Linked DNA regions of Mus musculus: all the other regions are linked to region 3. The links are chromatin contacts, called in public HiChIP or PLAC-seq and promoter capture Hi-C maps. All regions are on one chromosome and are shown on one strand. Each heading gives the region's core, a stretch centred on a gene start, on an enhancer-like site or on the middle of the called end of the contact. The rest is flanking DNA. Distances are from core to core; before and after follow the strand shown. Region 1 overlaps Gm13067 (a long non-coding RNA gene). Region 2 holds the start of Gpr157 (G protein-coupled receptor 157). Region 3 overlaps Clstn1 (calsyntenin 1).

Region 1 (3,554 bases), core at 448-2,947, 410 kb before region 3:
TCCCCGAGTTCTCTCGGAACGGCAGACAGAGGCAGGACTGGCCACACATAACACTGTGCCACTTTGTCCCTGGATGTGACATTTTATACAAGAGGCCCAGTCATGTCTAGATGCACCAGCCCAAGCATTGACTGTCAAGAGGCCACAGGTCCCAGGTCTCTGTAGAGCCCTGCCAGGCATGGGGTGGGGAAGGGGAATGGCAGTATGTGTCCTGTGGGTGCTGCTAGATGATCACCTAGTGCTCCATAGCTGGATATCAGGGGGCTTAGAGGCCACTCAGGATGAATCCCTCCTTCATGTTTTGCTAATAAATGGAAACGTTCAAATTGCCTCCTTAATATTTAAAATACCATCCAAAAGAATGGAGGGATCTTGGCTTTGTTGAGGCTCGTTAAGGGAAGACTAATTCCTCCCAGTTGAAAGAACAGAATGTAAATTCCACCTCTGGCCAGGAGTGGAGATCTGACATCCTAAGCTACCCCCAAACATCACATACTATCTTCTCCTCCTTTTAAGCTTTAATCCAGTGGGGCCTGCCAATCACCCAGCCAGAAGTCTACCCCTGCCCCTCCCACATCCAGGAAACTGGATTCTCCTGAAGACAGGCCAAGAAGAAAGAGAAATAATTATCCCCTTGATGAAAGGATGCCCTCGTCCTTCCTGGAAACACCTCCCTCCAAGCAGCCAGAGAGAGCGAGCGAGCTTCCTCCATCTCACAAGGCTTCTGAGCATGGATGGCCCTGCAGGCTCTGCCTGCTCTGCTTTCTGAGTCCCAACTCACACCTCCTCTTTCTTGGTCACCTTTTCTCTTGGTTACTGACTGCGGCTCAAGCCTGCTTTCTGGCACCCTGGGCCTTCTTGCACTCTTTCTCTGAAATCTTCCACCCCTGCCACACAGCTGCTTGCCCACCTCCATTGCAAAAGGCATGGCTTTCTCTTCTTCTCTCCCGTGTCCTCTTCCCAGGGCCCTCGGCAACACGTGCTGCTTGCCTGACACGTTGTTTTCTCTCACATCCTAATAAACTTGTCCTTGAGCTGCCTTGGGGGGGGGGGGGGGGGGACGGGACGGGACTCGGACGGACCTGGGTTGGCCCCTGCTACACGGAGTACAATAAAGCTTTCAGGCTAGGCAGAGCCCCTGCCAGCAGGGGCACTCTCACCCACCCCGGGGGAAACCCCTCTGCTTCAACGTTAGAATAGGAATCTATGTGCAGGAGGCTGAGGCGGGAAATGCCTTGAGCTCAAGACTAGCTTGGGCTACACACTACATTGTCACACACACACACACACACACACACACACACACACACACACACACTTTCAGAACACAGCTTTAGTGACCCAAGCACTTTTTTTTCCTGCCTAATAAATTTCTCAGTACAAGTCTGGGTGGCAGGGTCAGTGCCCCCATTTATGGGTGGGAAAGAGGACCTGGGAGTCGTCAGCTTTAGCCCAACTCCCAGATTGGTGAGCACAGCCCAAAGGCGTCAGAGCCTTCTTCACGCCCAACAAAGATCAAAGAAGAAAAAAATCGGCCCAAGCAAAACTCCCCCAAAGGAACCCTTTCTCTCCAGAGATGATGATATCAAAGGACATTTTGTTACTTCTTGGAAATTCTTCGCCTTCCCAGGGCTGCACAACCCAGCAGTTCTCTGTAATTACCACTCAAGTACTCGGCCTAGTTCCCGACTCCTTCGCACACTTTCCCACAGACAAGCACACCGGCTCAGTGTTTACCTGGGCTCCACGGCGAGCAGGTGCGCAGACCCCGGGCCCCAGTAGCCCCCGGCCGTGGCTTCCAGGTTCTGGCAACGTCTCCCAAAGCCCCCAATCTGTGCAGTTACCGAGGGGAGCAGCCCTTCTCTGAACAAGTCCAGGCAAGCCCAGGCACAGCCCCTGCTCGATCCTCCTCCAGGCTGCCGGGATGGAAGCCGCGTCTTTCCAGCCAGGCTTCGCCGGAGTTGGAATCGCTTTAAATGGTCGGTATGGCCACATCTCTGTCACCTGGGAAGAAAAAGTGGGTCAAGGTGGGCGAAAGGCCGGGCGCGTGAGGGCGGTGCCAGCGAGCACTGCGGACGCCCGGGTCACGCTGGTCTATGCGTTGGCCAGGCGGGGAATAGGGAGGGGTAGGGGGAGGTGGCCGGACACCGTAAGGGCACCGAGCAGCCAGGCCGGGGTCCTATCGCGCAGGTTGCAGACATTGGGTCCCGCACCTCCGCCTCTGCTCTGCCCGGGTCCGCTCTTCCCCCAGCGAGAGCTCAGAGTTTGCGCAGCGTCCCTTGTCTCGCTCGCTGCCTAGTTTCAGGGCGCACCACCCTAAGGCTGATGCATGCACCCCGGGCCATCGCGATTCTTCCGGGTACCCCCTCGCCTCTCCGCAATGAGACCGAAACCTGAGTGGGCCTATAACAAGCAAATAGAAACCACAGGGACACGCAACACGCTACTCAGCCCGCAGGATAGCGCCCTAGGGAGAGGTCAGAAAAGTTCCACGTCCAGATCACTTAAATATGGAAGCGTCTTCTCTGAGCCATTGCCACCTCAGAGTGTTTCGGGTGTCCCTCGTAGCCCCAGGTTTTCATGCCAGGAACAAGCACCCTGCCGTGGCCCTGTGTCCTTTCTCCAACTCACCGTGTCTCCAAGTTGTGGCGCTGCGGGATTTTGTGTCGACCCAGCTCCGTAGGTCTTAAAACTCGGTGAGCCGGTCCCAGGAGTGAGGGAGACTTGCTGGGCGCATGGCGCTCTTGAGCCGGGAGCGCAGGGCAAGAGACCTCGAGTGGGGCAGGGCTTTTGTACAAACTTAGACTGAAGTACCGAGCAGAGAGCTGCAGGGAGGAGCCTGGGCAGCGAGCCAGGCACGCGCCTCCCATTTCTCACGCTTTCTTCTCTATCCAGGGCAGCCGGCACAGGACCCCCTTGTGGGTTAGTAGAGAGGCTCGGTGTGCACAGCCCTGAAGACCACCTTGCCCTGTGGGAAAGGGGACTCCACCTATGATTATGTCCCCTGCTAGTATGGATCTCCGGCTCAGCCAGGATGCTCCAGAGACAAACTGCCCTCGGCTCCATTGTGACACAGGCTCTATGTCTCCGTCCTGGGTGGTTAGTTATATGTCAGAAATCCCTTCATCAGCTGCAAACTCACACCCGTGCACGTCATCTCCAGTCCTCCACGCGCTTGGAATTCACACTTCAGCAGGGTCCCCGTGAGAGTGAGCGCCAAGCACAGCCGTGAGACTGAAGCGGTCCTGGGTCACCAGAGCAAAATTCTCTGCATCAAGAGGGAGAGACTCGATTCCTCCAACACGGAAGGGAAAGGGAGTTCTTCTGAGGAAGAGAGAGGCAAACACTGGCCCAGCATGCAAGGACCCTTGGGCAGTGGCCTCACCTCCCCGTTTTGCAGAAGGAAATGTCTGGGCATGAGCCTGTGCATTCTCTTTCCCCAGACTTGTAGTATCTGGGAGGTCTCAAGAGACCTAGAGTGAGCCCATGGCAGGCACAGATGAACAGCTCTACCAGGCAGGCCCAGCCATTGCAAGGTGGGTAGGAATTCCACA
Region 2 (3,481 bases), core at 306-2,805, 450 kb before region 3:
TTGGGCTTCCCCACTCTCAGGGACTCCAGGTGGCTGACAGCCTGACCCTGACCTGAGTTCTCGACAATCAAGACCACATCGAGTGACCTGGAGAGATGGTTGAGAGCATGGTTAAGAGAAGTGATTAAGAGCACTTCTTGCTCTTGTAGAGGACCTTGGTTCAATTCCCGGCACCCACATGATGGTTCACAACCATTTGTAACTCCAGTTCCAGGGGATCCGATACCCTCGTCTGACCTACGAGGGCGCCAAGTACACATACACGTGACACATACACATACATACATGCAGTCAGTTCACACACATAAAATAAAATGAATAAATCTTTTTTAAAAGCGTCTAAGAAAGTGCAGGTAATGGGGGCCTGAAGTTTATAAATGTCGTGAAAAGCTTAAAGAAGCATACCTCTGTGCATTTTACAGTTGGCACACTATCGTCTGAGAGTGGCTGGACGCACCACAACCACTGTGGTATAGAATTGGAAGCTGTGGGCTTTTAGGCCAGGGCAGCCACCTAACTCATCTTCTAGCCTGCAGACTGGAACTTCTCTCCATGGGCAGCAGAGACTGCCAGATCGCGGTGAAGTAGGAGGCAAAGGGCACAGACTGTCTCCAATTCCTTTCTAAATGGCAGACCTCTTCCTATGGGCAAGTTCTGCACCCACCCACACCTTGCTGGGAGATTCTGGCTGGGGCAGATACAGAGACCACCCTCTTCAGAGACGCTCAGACAGGTTTGGCTCCAACTTTTTGGGCAAGTTGGGCACCCTTCCATGGTTCGGGGATGCATGTGACTGCCAGTAGGACACACCACCTTGACACCTAGATAGGGAAAGCACGAATGCCACAGCACAGCACGCAAGGCCCGGGACCCATAAGCCTGGGTCTGGGGCCTGGAGGCAAAGCCGGGTCTCCTACTCACCTGATGAGGTGAAAAGCCCAGATTAGGTGGTCCGTGGAGGGCCCGCGCGTAGTTCGGACGATGCTGAGGTATAGGTAGAGGGCGATGGCCACCGTCCAGAAGAAGGAGCTGGTGTTGGCGAAAGTAGAGAGAGCGCCCTGAAGGACGCAATCCCACGAAGTGCCCGCAAAGTCCTGCAGCACTCCGTAGAAGTACGAGGCAGCCGAGAGCAGGTCCGCTAGCGACAGGAAGAGTAGCAGGCGCCGCGCCCGGCTACGCAGGTCAGGCCACAGGGCGTGCGTGGCCACCAGGAGGCCCGAGCCCAGAGCTGACAGCGCACACGACAGCAGCACCACCGCGCGCTCCCACGGCAGCAGCTCGGTGGGAGGCGCGGGTGAGGGCATGGTGGGTTGGGGACCAAGGGCAGACAGCCAGGGTGCACAGGCCTAAGGGTGCCGAGAGGTCGTGGCCAAGCCGAGCCCGCGGTCGCCTCTGTCTGGGCATTTGGCGCCCGGGCTCGCGTCCCCACGGGTCCCGCCTGCGTCCCAGCCCCGCCCAGTCTAACAACTACACAACAGCGGTCTCACCGCGGCGCCCTCCACTCCCTGTCCCTGAGCTCTACAATCCTACCCTGAGTCCTCCAGGTCCCTCCCTTGAGCACTCCACGCCCGCCCCTGAGCACTCTAATCTCGTCCCGAGTCCCCGCCCCTGCTGTCTCCAAGCTGGTAGCCCCTTCATGAGCTCTCCACACCCCGACTCTGTAACCCTGCGCGCTCTCCTCGCGTCCCGCCCCTGCACCCCGCCCCTGCGCAGTAACACATCCGAATCTGAAGCTCCAGCGCTCCGCCCCTGAGCTCTCCATGTCCCGCCCTGTAGCCCCAGAGCCCCGCCCAGCCTCCTTCAAGCTCCTCCCATGCCCCCCACTTGCGCATTGCTCCGCCCTGATGCTCTTTCAGCCTCAAGCTCAATCGCTTCTCCGCGTTTCCCCACGCCTCTGCGCCTCTACGCTTCCCTCTTACCTAGTACCTCCCAGTCCTGTCCCAATCGTTGCCTTCTGCCTCTCAGAGCCACTCTAGGAGGTTAGCAAATGGCCAGGACATCCTGTTCTGGGGGTTGGGGGGAGGCGGGGAGGGGAGAATGGCATTTTTAAGGCTAATGTTACTTTCCCCTGATCAGCCTGCTTACGTGTGTGTTGGGGAGGGGAGGGGTGGTTGCTGGAAACATTCTTTCCGATGGTGGCAAAAACAGGTCCAGAGCATGGCCTACATTCCTGAAGCTTGGGTACTCGAAATCTTCACAAGATCTGTGGTGGTGATTTGGGGAAGTTTCTAACTTTTGTTACAATGAAAGTATTGTGTTTTTGTGGGGCTGGGTGTACAACTCAGGACCTTACACATCCCAATGAAGTGCTCACCTACTGAAATATATATATACTTTTAGTTCCTTGTTTATTCTATATACCTTATTAGTGCTATTTTAAAAATACATTTTATCATTTTACGTGCGTGGATATTTTGTCTGCACGGATGTACCTGTACCATGTGTATGCAGTGCCCACAGAGGCTAGAAAAGTGCGTCAGACTCCCCACCCCCTGCACCATGTGGGGGCTGGATTCGAATCTGATCCTCTGGAAGAGCAGCAAGTGCTCTTAACCGCTGAGCCATCTCTCCAGCGCCAGGTGCGATGTTAAGGAATGAAACATTAGTGCCTATGAGATGGCCTTGAGTAATTGCCAGGGCAGAATAACACTGACAGTCTGAATTTGATTCTCAGGACGCACTTGGTGGGGTAAATTGTCATCTGACCTCCACATCTGACCTCCACACCTGTGGCTGGCGTACCCCCATACCCATAAATTTAAAAAAATGTAATTTTAAATATGTTACATGAAAAGAAAAAAGTAAGGAAGCATAGTTCCCAGTTTACAGAGGTTTTTTTTTTTTTTCTTGTTTGAACATTTTGTATTTCTTAGGGATGGAGATACTTGTGCAAGATCCAGCTTGCATATTCGATGGCCCACAACCACTTATGACTCCAGCTGCAGTGCATCCCATGGCCTGCTCTCTAAGGGCAAGGTACTCGCAAGCACATAAGTTAGTATGGGGGCACACACACACATAATTAATAATAATAATAATAATAATAATAATAAGGCCGGGAAGTAGTGGCGCACGCCTTTAATCCCAGCACTTGAGAGGCAGAGGCAGGTGGATTTCTGAGTTCAAGGCCAGCCTGGTCTACAAAGTGAGTTCCAGGACAGCCAGGGCTATACAGAGAAACCCTGTCTGGAAAAACCAAAAACAAACAAACAAACAAACAAATAAATAAATAATAATAATAAATTTTTAAAATGTATGTTTTATTGTCATCAACAATGGCCCTTTTAGCCCTACAAGTCACTGAGTTTTAGTACATTTATTAGTTTGTGCAACCACAGTAATGATTTAATCTATAGCATTTGCTCTCCCTCAAGTACTTGGGCTGGAAAGATGGGCCAGCAATGAAGAGCAGAGGGCTTAAGTTCAGGACCCACGAGGGCTAACAGTTGGTCACCTCTAGTTCCAGGGCATCGGACGCCCT
Region 3 (3,260 bases), core at 31-2,530:
AGTCATCAGCCGGGGCTGAGTCTCGGAGAAGCTGTTTAGTCCCCAAGAACAAGATGCTCACATAGGGTAAAGTCCAGGACCCCGTGTCCGCCCTACCCTGCTGGCCCCACTCTCAGAGGGCGAGGCTAGGAGTAAGGTCAGGGGAGCTCTCACCTGCACGCCTCTGTTGGCATCTTCAGGGACCTGCAGGTCCAGCCCCTCCTTGCAGGTGTAGAGACAGTCAATCACCTTCTTATCCGCCAGTTTCCCAGAACGGACTGTGAGGCCAGCCAGGTTACCTCGGAAAAACTGTGTCATGTGCAGGTCGCCACCTTAGGGAGGGAAGGAAGCGAGAGGTTCGTTGGGCTTGCGGCCCACAGGCTCCTGGTTATGTCTCATGGCCGTGTTACCAGTGGTGGTGGCTTGATGGATGGACATGCAAGTTAGTTCAGAACAAACCCTGTTGTTAGCCTTGTAGTTTACATGGAAGCGCAATGAAAAATTAAATTGTTTATGATCATGCACATGGCCTGAAGAAGAGAGGAGCGGGAGAGGGGTCCCTCACCCACACCCTGAATGCTCAGAGGCCCCTCCAAGGTCCTTATACACCTGGCCATTCCTTGACGACAGCGGCCAAGGCAGTGCCATCACCGAGGTGCACAGACACTGCCTCCCTCCTCTCTACCTGCTCAACAACTGGCACCTATTGGCCAAGTACACTGTGGGACGCTCTTCCTGGCTCTGAGGACTTAGGAGCTGGGCGTGGGGGAAAGCCTGGCTCATCACACAGCAGGAACTCTGGATGCTTAGATTCTCCACATAAAACCCTCTGGGGCCTTCTACATGTCTACGTGTACAGTACTCACAAGTGTATGCGTGTTCACACATTTGTGCATGTATGTAGGCGTGTGTGCGATGCATACATGAACAGTATGTATGTTCATATATGTTTGGGTACATGTGTGTGTGTGCATGTGAGTCAACCTGAGGTTGACTCTGGAAATCTTACTCACTGAGTTAGGCCTCTTGGTGAACCCAGAGTTTGCCCATATAGCTGGTCTAACTAGCCAGCTTGTTCAGGAAGTCCCTGTCTTTGACTTCTGATCACTAGAATTACAAGTGAGCCACTGGGGTCACTCGCTGTTCAGGTATGTGGTAGGGATCTGAACTCCGGGCTCCATGCTTGCAGAGCAAGCAAGTCATGCATTGAGCTATCTTGGCTTCCCGGAAGCTCTGTTGAGTTCTATCTCTGAGGATAACAGTCAGGGAAGACAGAATGAAGAAAGCGAAACCCTAGAGGACAGACTTGACAGACCACAATAACCAGCCACAAACTACAGCTCGCCTTTATGTTAATGAAGGCCAGGGCCTTGTCACGTCAAGTCATCCCTAGGGAATTGCTATTTCTGTTTAGAATTTCTGTCCACTAGGACAAAAAAATGTAGAAACTGCTCTTCTGTCCTGTGGCTCAGCTAACTGATCACCATGAAGGGGCCTCCCAAACCCAGCCTGGGTAATTTTAGTGGGAGCCTCATGCAGTGGGCCTGGGGAACTCAAGGCACTAGGATCCCCACAAACGCAGCATACAGGGGTGTGATCTGCCCGCCTCTGCAGGGTTGATGGGGCAGGAAGGGAAGGAAGTCCCAGGAGGCAATGGGGAAGCTCAATGCAGGCAAGCAGCTGAAATGGTGTCTGGGGTCGAAATGCAATCTGCTCATCTCATGCGACATGTGGAATGGATCAACGTCTCATCTTTAAAGGAAACGCTATAGTGAATGGGGAATGCGGGTGGGGGTGGGGTGATCCATCAACCTGCAGAGGCCATCGTCGCAGGCTCAGTCTCATTGCCACTCTCCACTCCTGAATACTCTGGAAAGGCAAGACAGACGGCAGAAAGGACCAAGAGGTTAGGGCCTTCACACTGTGCTTTCAAGGAGCAGCCGAACATGGGCCCCAGAGACCAAAGTCCCCCTTGACTGCTGGGACACAGTTCACCTGCATACAAGCTTGCACTTGGTGACCTTTCCCCAGAGGTCACCAAGTGCAATCCCCCAATGCTTCATTTGGGGTTTCTCTTTTATACAGGCACTTCTTCTTGCAGAAACACAAATCGGTTTAAAGTAAGATAAAGACGCAGGCACACCAAATTCGCTGTTTAGCTGACATGACAGTGCATTCCTGGAGGTCTGGTTGAGCGTGGCACTGGAGCAGACGTAAATAAACTTTCAGCTCCTGGACAGGGTCTTCTTCCCTCCAGACAGGAAGCAGAATGCACGGACAAAACGGGAGGGGCTCATACCAGGTCCAGAATGTGGCACATGAAACACGTGAGTCTGTACTGTCTGGGTTTTAAGTACCAGAGGAAGGACGACGTTAAGAGGGACACTGGCTGACTGCCTACGGACCTCACGGCAGGCCTGGGCACTCACAGAGCACAGTCTCTACAGCTGCAGATCAGGGTAGAGAATTCAAAGCTTCCCTGGTGATTAGACACCCATGGCTGAGCACAGAACCCACTCCTTCTGTACTGTGTTTCGGGGAAGTGCCTCCCCTTGTCACACTGGCCACTATGCTGTGCTCGTTACTCCATGCAACCAGTGTAGAGATGCCCTGGGATGAGGCCAGACGTGTGAAGCGGGTTATACCTCCATGTCCACCCACCAGGATCTACAGTTAGGGGTGAAGCAGCTGCCAATGGCCCATCCTCCCCACTGTGATCTATCGGGGAGAGGGGTTCCACATTCACTGAAAGGCAAAGGGCAGCTTTTCCCGTGTGAACTGAATTTTAAACAGCATGTGTTGGTAAGGGCTAGAGAGATGGGTCAGTGGGTTAGAGCATGGGCTATTCTTTCAGAGGATCCGGGTTCAGTTCCCTGCACCCACATGGTGGCTCACAACCATCTGTAACTCTGGTTCCAGGGGATCTGATGCTCTCTTCTGGCTTCCACAGGCACAAGGCACACACATGGTGCACAGATATACATACACTCGGAAATACTGTAACACGTGGAGTTTTAAAAATTAGAAAAGGGCTGGCGAGATGGCTCAGTGGTTAAGAGTGCCGACTGCTCTTCCAAAGGTCCTGAGTTCAAATCCCAGCAACCACATGGTGGCTCACAACCATCCTTAACGAAATCTGATGCCCTCTTCTGGAGTATCTGAGGACAGCTACAGTGTACTTACATATAATACATACATACATACATACATACATACATACATAAAAATTTTTTTAAAAATTAGAAAAAAAAATTGTGTTGGTTTGGTGTGCAAGTCGCTGT

Evidence for each region. Promoter capture Hi-C pulls out the DNA fragments that hold promoters and counts their contacts. HiChIP or PLAC-seq counts read pairs in DNA pulled down with a chosen protein or histone mark.
Region 1: a contact with region 3 is called in an H3K27ac HiChIP or PLAC-seq map of large pre-B cells, with 2.7 times the contacts expected there. The contact joins two enhancer-like sites. A contact is called at or near these places in 1 of 39 promoter capture datasets (the C10 cell line), 1 of 484 Hi-C or Micro-C datasets (nephron progenitors) and 1 of 115 datasets of contacts at active chromatin or transcription factors (large pre-B cells).
Region 2: a contact with region 3 is called in a promoter capture Hi-C map of pre-B cells, with 2.9 times the contacts expected there. The contact joins the promoter of Gpr157 here to the enhancer-like site in region 3. A contact is called at or near these places in 1 of 39 promoter capture datasets (pre-B cells), 2 of 15 datasets of contacts at CTCF or cohesin (embryonic stem cells and large pre-B cells), 8 of 484 Hi-C or Micro-C datasets (cortical neurons, embryonic stem cells, nephron progenitors and 2 more), 3 of 115 datasets of contacts at active chromatin or transcription factors (T-cell acute lymphoblastic leukemia, large pre-B cells and memory CD8 T cells) and 1 of 9 other capture datasets (pancreatic islet).

What each region holds. Positions count from the first base shown.
Region 1 is chr4:150,047,449-150,051,002 of GRCm38.p6, reverse strand. Gm13067 (a long non-coding RNA gene) reads right to left here. Exons shown (of 7, transcript XR_390962.2): 6 at 1,738-3,324. Among named protein-coding and RNA genes, the nearest start is that of Mir34a, 19 kb to the left of the region's middle. Within about 2 kb of position 1,697, at least 187 of the 459 cell types and tissues checked have an H3K27ac peak or open chromatin away from gene starts, as enhancers often do.
Region 2 is chr4:150,085,577-150,089,057 of GRCm38.p6, reverse strand. Gpr157 (G protein-coupled receptor 157) reads right to left here and starts at 1,555. Exons shown (of 4, transcript NM_177366.3): 1 at 922-1,555. The coding sequence starts at 1,304.
Region 3 is chr4:149,640,246-149,643,505 of GRCm38.p6, reverse strand. Clstn1 (calsyntenin 1) reads right to left here. Exons shown (of 19, transcript NM_023051.5): 11 at 1,792-1,848; 12 at 154-311. Among named protein-coding and RNA genes, the nearest start is that of Mir7023, 14 kb to the left of the region's middle. Within about 2 kb of position 1,280, at least 14 of the 459 cell types and tissues checked have an H3K27ac peak or open chromatin away from gene starts, as enhancers often do. A contact at or near this core is called in pre-B cells, where this site is marked.